2 separate regions of the Gasterosteus aculeatus genome follow, and region 2 is linked to region 1. The links are chromatin contacts, called in public Hi-C maps. All regions are on one chromosome and are shown on one strand. Each heading gives the region's core, a stretch centred on a gene start, on an enhancer-like site or on the middle of the called end of the contact. The rest is flanking DNA. Distances are from core to core; before and after follow the strand shown. Region 1 holds the start of nwd2 (NACHT and WD repeat domain containing 2). Region 2 overlaps rell1 (RELT like 1).

Region 1 (3,784 bases), core at 340-2,839:
TGTTGATGTTGTTGGTTGTCATTGTTGGTAGTGGTGAAGCGGTCAAGCGGAAATGGCTGCATCACAACTAGTTGTAATGAAAACAGCGCCACCTATCGTATATGACACGCTTTCGGCCAATGATTCGATTTATTCACTGCCATGTATATTGGGATAATAGCACCTCCCCCCAAAAGATAGCAGGGTTAGAAGGGTTGAAAAAGTAATGATGAATCCACTGTTGAGGTTGGTAGTTCTTACTGTAGTAGAGGGGAGTCCAGATAGGAGAGGAGGGTGCTGGCTGTATGCTGAGGCTAGAGTCCGTGGTGGGGCGAGCAGGCAGGGGGCGAAACGGAAGCCGGTGAAGGCTCCGAACATGTAGCCGATTCCAGCAACGGGAGGTAAGCTCGAGGAGACAAAAGGCGAAATGTCAAAACTCTGGAAACAGCTTCTCTCAGAAGCGATAAGTGGAAGCCGTATTACCACTCTAGAAGCAAGATAATCTGGCGAACACTGCAGATCACTTAAGAAGGGCGTTCAGACGAGGGTTGATGGCAGGAGTGATCCAGCCTCTGCCCCAGGATACCTGCCCCGCCCTCACTCAAGACTCAGAAAACAGCAACAGCCAAGCATGATCGTGACAAGAATTGGAGATATTCCTGTTCCCCAGAGGATGCATCCTAATCATGTTGACAATCCCTTTTGTTTTGGCGCTACATTTCAGCTCAAACTGACTTTGTGTTCCCTTAATGCATGATCCGAACTTTGCCCCAGTGAATATTTCCTGCCAAAGACTTAAAACTTCACACCACGCATATGGCAATATGCGAGTCAGCTCACCTTAATGTTGCCATACCCATGGGTATAGACATCCCCCCCATTCCTATCTAGCTGTTTGGCAGAAAAAGGAGGGGAAAAAAAGCCATCGGCCATTTGTGAAGCTGGTGCCTTTGCGTGCGTCAAACGTGTGCATGTGGACGTTTGCCAGGAGAAAAGCTGGTGTCTGTCCGTTGTGCCTGTGTGTCTGCCAAGTGACTCATCGCTTCTTGTAACCGCGGTGACTCAGATTGGCTCGGAGTGGTCCAGGGTTCGGGGGGGGGGGGGGGGGGGGGGACGGGAAAAAGAGCAAATGAACGAGCCGATATTACCGACAACTTGCAACGGCTGTAAACATAGTTGAATGCACACACACACACACGCGCCAACACTCACCCAAAGGTGTTTACTCACACATGGGTGCACTAAACTGGGGAGAGATGCTAAATGATTCAGGGATGCTGCACAGGGACCCTGGAACATGCCAGTTTATACCATTGTTTTTGGTTTTAAGGCCCCGTGAGCTGGTTTCACATGGGCAAGACGTCTTTAGCAGCGGCTACATCTACACCTTTTCACGTCTCATGATACCAATAAGCAATTTCCTCCTTTGGTAGGACCGCGGTGCATTAATCCAGTGCAGGTGCACTCATGATTAACTGACTGGGGATTATGTGAGAGGGGGGACCAATCAGGCAAAGAAAGGTCATTACACTGCAGGGAACGAGGCCCCCGCCGCTCTACGTGAGCTTTTCCGGACTGTGGAGTTTTGTTCTGGAGCGAGCGGCGGCCCCGCAGGCTGCATTTAGTGAGTCGTTTTGAGCCTGCAGAGCCCGAGAATCCTCCCCGAGACCCGCAGCACAACGGTAAGTCGTCTAGCGCCTATTATTTCTTAGTCTTTCGCGAAAACTTTCTTAAATTGGACGCCTACGGTCAATAGGGTTAGCAATGTTTTCATCTATGGGCTTTGAAATAATATGCCAGGATTGATTCAGTAATTATATATTTTATTGTCATTACGCATAGTGTGTACGAAAGGGTCACTGGCTGTAATGAGAAATATCAGCTAGATTGGTTGTTTATTGCATTTGTCTGAGATTAAGTGTTTCTTAGTTACAAAAAAGCCCCCAACATTATTTACTATCATAAAAAAGATTCCAAGGATGATTTGAAAATGTTTGGGTTTTTCAAATCAAAGTCCGTATTTTGTATTCATCATTTAAGATTTTGATGAGTGGAAAGATGAGAGATGAGGCTGGTAAAGACAATCAATATAAGCCTCTGAAAGTCAGTAAGATATGAAATGAAATATACACAAGGGACAATGTGCATTTTATAAGCTTTCAGGCAACAGACTTCATCAGACACCCCCCCCCCCCTCACAAGAACAGCACAGTAATTAATTCTGTTTAGTACGAATACAATGCACTTAAACTTCCAGCACAAATAACCAGAGGCTGCAGATTAGAGGTTCATTTATCGATAAAGCAATCCATCTAAACTCCTCCCCCTTACCCCAAATGTAGGGCGAAATGGCGCTCAGGTAACCAAAAATTAATTACACACCACACTTCATTTTACGTAAATTAAGTAATTGTATCTAGTCATAAACTCTCATAAAGCGCCTCAGGATATTAATTGTGATTGTATGCTTTGCTTTTTGGGTGGGGGGGATAATTATATTGATCAGGTCAAGGTGTCATGAAAGGAAATGGGCAGTTTGTACGATGTTTGGGTGAAAATAAAACGAGAGAGAAAAAAAATGCTGATTTAACTTTTATGTGATTAACTTTTATTCGCGGTTAAATCAGTGCGATTAAAAAAACAAACATTCGGTAACGTCGCAAACCGTTACGCTCCGCTTTCGGTAACCACGGCAGCGTCATTTTACGGTACCACGCTGCTGACTCTGCGCTCCGGTCCGGTTCGGATAAGGCACCGGGTCAGCACCAATCGGTCCACTACAGAGGAAGCAGCCTGGGAGACAGATGTGATGATGAGCACCAGAGCTCCTGCGTCAATCCTCACTGACAGAGACAGAGCCGGACCAGAACTGCGCGGTTAGCCTTCAGCGTAAAAGACCCCAAATTCCCGGGAAACGCGAGGTGAGTCACATAGTAAAGAGTAAAGAGTAAAATAACTGGGTTCAAAATAATCAAAACACGTGAAGCATGTGCGTGCTGCTGGAGTACGGGGCGCACGGGCGTAGCGATCTCTGCGCCCAAGACGCAGGGCTTTTATTTTGAAAACTGCCATCCGGCGTTCGCGCTCTGGCGTCGCCGCGCTTCACGCACCCTCCGCCTCTCTGCCAGAGCTCGGTCGGCTCGCGGAGACAGCAGGATGCCAAGGGGAGCCCTCCGACCCACGGCGTCCGTCTCACCGTCCCCCGGCGTCGCCTCCCGGCCGCAGAGACTCTGATGGGCGTTTTTATCCTCCTTTCACCCTCCTCCGCGCCCGGATACTTTGGGAAGCCTCGAAATGAAGCGAATGAATGTGAGCAACCAGAAGTGTCCTGTGTCTTGTGCCCGTCTCCAGCATCACTATTACTCAAGTCCTCTCTCTCTCTCTCTCTCCTCCGTGGATGCGGTGCCTCCGTGATTTGATAGTTGCCTGATTTCATAGGATTTCCTGTAGTGTTCAGTAGTGGACGACCCAGCTCCCCCCCATCACCTACTTCGCTTTTTGTTGTCTTTTGTTGTTGTTGTTGGAGGTTTTCCGTCTTTCAGGATAGACCAACTACGGGGAAACCAGCGACTTGACGTCTCCTCCTCCTGGCGGAATAACCGAATCTTTGCGGTTATTCGGGCATCTTTTTTTTCTCCCTGGGGTGGGAATACGACCGATGCTTGCCTTGCCCGTGTGTTCCAGTTGTGCTTCGTCTCGTGCATTGTTGGTATTTGTTTGTCCCACAGTGGCTTGAACATTCACGAATGCATCCAAGGACATACGAATTACGCATGCACCATGACGGTAGTAGGCTGTGCGTAAT
Region 2 (3,784 bases), core at 904-3,403, 48 kb after region 1:
GTGGACAGAGATGAATACGCAGCAGCTCGGGGTTTGTTTTGCAGGAAGGTACGGAGGTTTGAAAAGGAGCGTTCATTTGAATACGGGATGGTCATGCTGAACCATGTTGGTTGGGGGTCTCCTTCAAAATAAAAGTCCCTTTAAGTAACGCAACTTTGTGTAGCACCTGCATCCATGTTTTCCATCAGAATGGCCTCCGCATGTGCTCCTTTCCGCTTATTTGAAAAGCATCTTAGTGGACCACGAGCTGCAGATCCACGTTGGACTGAAAGGAAAATTCTCTCAAAACATAAACACCATAAAAACATGTTTTCAGCTAAATACCGTTGCAGTTATAACGCCTTCGGGCCAATGAAAGGCAGCCCTGTGTTGTCAAAAGGAAAGTAGACTTTGTGATTTATCTGAAGGGCGTTGACAGTGTCACGAGCCTTTACGGGTCAAGAAGCATTTAACTCATTCGAGTCTGGTATTAGTCTCTCGGGACTTTCTGTCATGTCTATCCTTTTATTTTCCTTTATCCTGCCACGCTTCCATTCTTCAGACCTTCATCGAGACCAATGTTTGAACGAGTGGAATCTGAAGGTTTTATAATGACGCACACGGGCCGGAGCTTGCAAAGTCCTCGTGGGAAACGTTGTTCCCGATCACAGCACGCCGCTAAAAATACATCAAAATCTGAACAACAGCAACAGATAAACTGAAGCGGTCATCTGCGTGTTGGGACCTGTGGAGCATCCCAATGCATTTGTCCCAGGTGTGCTGGATTTGAAAAATCAGAAACACATAAACAGGCCATAATGTGAGACTTCATCCGACGTCCTTGTAAAGATCAGAGACGATGCATTCATGTGAATTCATTAATACTTAAATTGATTTAAAAGCACAAATGGGACCAAAGACGACCCCCCCCCCCCCCCCCCCCTCGTATGAAAAGCTCTCCACCTTTCCACCCCGTTTAGTGTGTAAGTTCCCTCTCAGTATCTCGCGGTAAGCGATTCCTCCAACGCCGGCTCCAGATAACAGCTCCAAAGTAGCTCATTTGTGCCACAATCCAGCCGTGCGGTGACTGCGAAATAAAGAGCAGATTCCTTCATGTTGCCTTTACAGGCCCAGTGTACAGCAGCGTCCCCCCCAGGGGGGGGGGGGGGGGGGGGGGGGGGGGGCGCCTGCTATGTTTGTTTTTCTCAAGGCTTTGTTGGAGTTAATGATGTCACCCTTAATTGTGGGACACACACACACACACTTCCTTGTCTCAGTGGGATTGTAGGGTTTTATTTAAAGAGGAATCATACACCTGCGACAGGATTATTCTGTGTTCTCTCTGGTTAAATATTTAACCTGTAAACCGATTTTGACTCAGCGGGGAATGCTGAAACAACAAAGCTGGGGTGGGTGGTGTGTTTTTGGCTTCATTTGGGTACAAAAAAAAAAATCCACAACCACTTTTCAGCATGTAATTTGAGTGCAAAAAATATACACCTGCTCTCAGCTCTGTGAGAGGGCTCTTCCCATTGGCTGGTAATACTTAATCCTCTAGGGGGAGCCAGATTCAACAGCGCAATATCCTGCAGAACTTTTGGACTATAAGAGGATTCTGATGATACCGTCAACGGGTTTCAACAGAGAGAAAGTTTGCTCTTAAATGTTTTTAAATTAATCCCCCCCCCCCCTTTTTTTTAATACACACACACACACACACACACACACACACACTTTAACGATGGAAAGCAGATTTGTTTTCCGTTTATGTTTTTGGGGACGAAGACTCTGCGTGGGGGGGGGGGGCTGGGGGTTGAGCCATTTCACAAGGTCACTGCGTTCGAGGGCCTAAAAGGTGTTAAACATTGACTAGACTCCCTCCCTCCAGCACCACATATTCCCCACCTGAGCCAGAGCTCCATCCTCTTGGCCGACATCCAGGGACGAAGATAAGACGTGGGGCCACTTAGCCTTCCATCGGCATGGGGACCCTGGATGACTCAGGGCCTCCGTTCACGAAGTCACGCAAAAGGGACGGAACGGAGCTTTAATGTCACCCAAACCGCTTTCGTGCCTTTATTTTCCCCTGTGGAATTTTCCTTGCGTGGCTTCGACGCGGCGTGAGAAAGAGGCTGAGCGGAGCGAGAGAGGCTAAAGTAAACACGCGTGCATGCGACCGGAGTCAATGTTTGCACCGCGCCTCTCCTGCAGACAGTCAACCCCCCAACAGGTATACAGTGTGTGATTAAATGACAGGTTTATCTTTTGGTTTGACATGAATTAAGAGATCTTTATTCATTTTACTATAGAAACACAGCAATCTGTCCCAAAACGTAAAGCACAAATACATTTTATTTCTTTTTTAAAAAGAAATTAGGCACAATGCAAAGACATCCAAAAAAAACAACATGGTTAAAATGATGTTTTGAACATCTGGGGAAGATGATACAGAAGGATGATCAGCTCATGATGGTGTTTAAACAAATACTCCAGCAAGTTAGTGTTACACTTCCGTAATGGACATTAGACAGGTATTAAAAACAGGATGATTTAAAAATAATTCATTCACTTTCCTAGTCGTACGTTTCTCACGATGCATCTTTCCGTGAGACGTTCTCTGCTTGGTAACGGTGGACAGCAAAACGAAGCTAAAAGAAGAGCGAACGGCGCCGCTCAAAAACTACTAAAAAAAAAAAAGAAACTGTGAATGTGTTTTAAGATATTTAGTTATGCGTCTTCGGGGTGTAGTTCAATCAACCACTCGACAAAAACATGTAAACGCACACGCACACTTCACCTCAGAGCCCCAGGTTCAGGCTTCCTTGACTTTAAGCCGGCGCCGTGCCCGCTGTGGCTGCGCGACACTCTCGCCGCCATCGTCCCTCCACCCCCGCGGGCGGGGGACGAACTCGGAAGGCACGACTCCCCCGGTGGACTTTGCTCCTCCACCGCTGATGTTTGTTTCAAATGTCCTTGTTTTTGAGTTTTGTCCAGATGTTCGTCTTCTCGCCTCTGGACCCTGCGGATCGCTATCTTTTATCTTCAGCCAAGTTCTCCGTCTGCTCCTGCGGAGGGAAATAATACAGAAAAGGATGAGAGAGAGTTTTTGGGTGAACATTGGTGACAGGGAGAGTATTTATACACAACAAACAAAGCCTTCACAGCATCATGTTGTCTCACACATGCACAGCTCCTGCTGCGGGGTTACTGGTGTTGTGTAATGATGCACGACTTATGAAGTATCGCTGCCTTTGTTTTCTCACAAGCCTAAACTAACACTTTTATTTCTATTTAGTTTTAAATCTGCATTTTTTCATGCAAGTGATGTTTCAAAATGACTGACAATGTCTAAATGTACTTTTTTTCCGGGGGGGGGGCGGAATCTTCTCCGAGCTTGCAGACAGTAAATGGAGGTCACATGGAGCATCGCACATTCATGACCAGAGCTCCTTTTATGTGAACAAGAAAACAGCAGACTGGAGGCAAATTAATGCGTCGGTTGGATATTTCAGCACCTCTTTCATCACCAATACGTCAACACGTGTTGAGCTATAATCACGTTCACTTCTACAGCTGCATTTACCGTGACGTTGTTTGTGACATATCTCAGGCAATCAATTATACAAATTGTCTAATTAATTATCTAAATCCAGCTACAGAATTGCTGATGATTGCTTATTTTTATTATTAGATGACGGTAAACTGAGCAAATTCATAAAACAGGACATTCACACAGAGAAAAGTCACACTAATGATATATTATTAGATGCGTTTCACTTACGTCATTTTATAGACCACCAAATTA

Evidence for each region. A called contact is a pair of places that touch in the nucleus more often than the background predicts.
Region 2: a contact with region 1 is called in a Hi-C map of skeletal muscle, with 1.7 times the contacts expected there. The contact joins the enhancer-like site here to the promoter of nwd2 in region 1. A contact is called at or near these places in 3 of 6 Hi-C or Micro-C datasets (liver and skeletal muscle).

What each region holds. Positions count from the first base shown.
Region 1 is chr7:4,804,991-4,808,774 of fGasAcu3.hap1.1, forward strand. nwd2 (NACHT and WD repeat domain containing 2) reads left to right here and starts at 1,590. Exons shown (of 8, transcript XM_040181901.2): 1 at 1,590-1,661.
Region 2 is chr7:4,852,123-4,855,906 of fGasAcu3.hap1.1, forward strand. rell1 (RELT like 1) reads right to left here. Exons shown (of 7, transcript XM_078107136.1): 7 at 2,243-3,044. The coding sequence ends at 3,009. Among protein-coding and RNA genes, the nearest start is that of rell1, 11 kb to the right of the region's middle. Within about 2 kb of position 2,154, at least 1 of the 9 cell types and tissues checked has open chromatin away from gene starts, as enhancers often do. A contact at or near this core is called in liver, where this site is marked.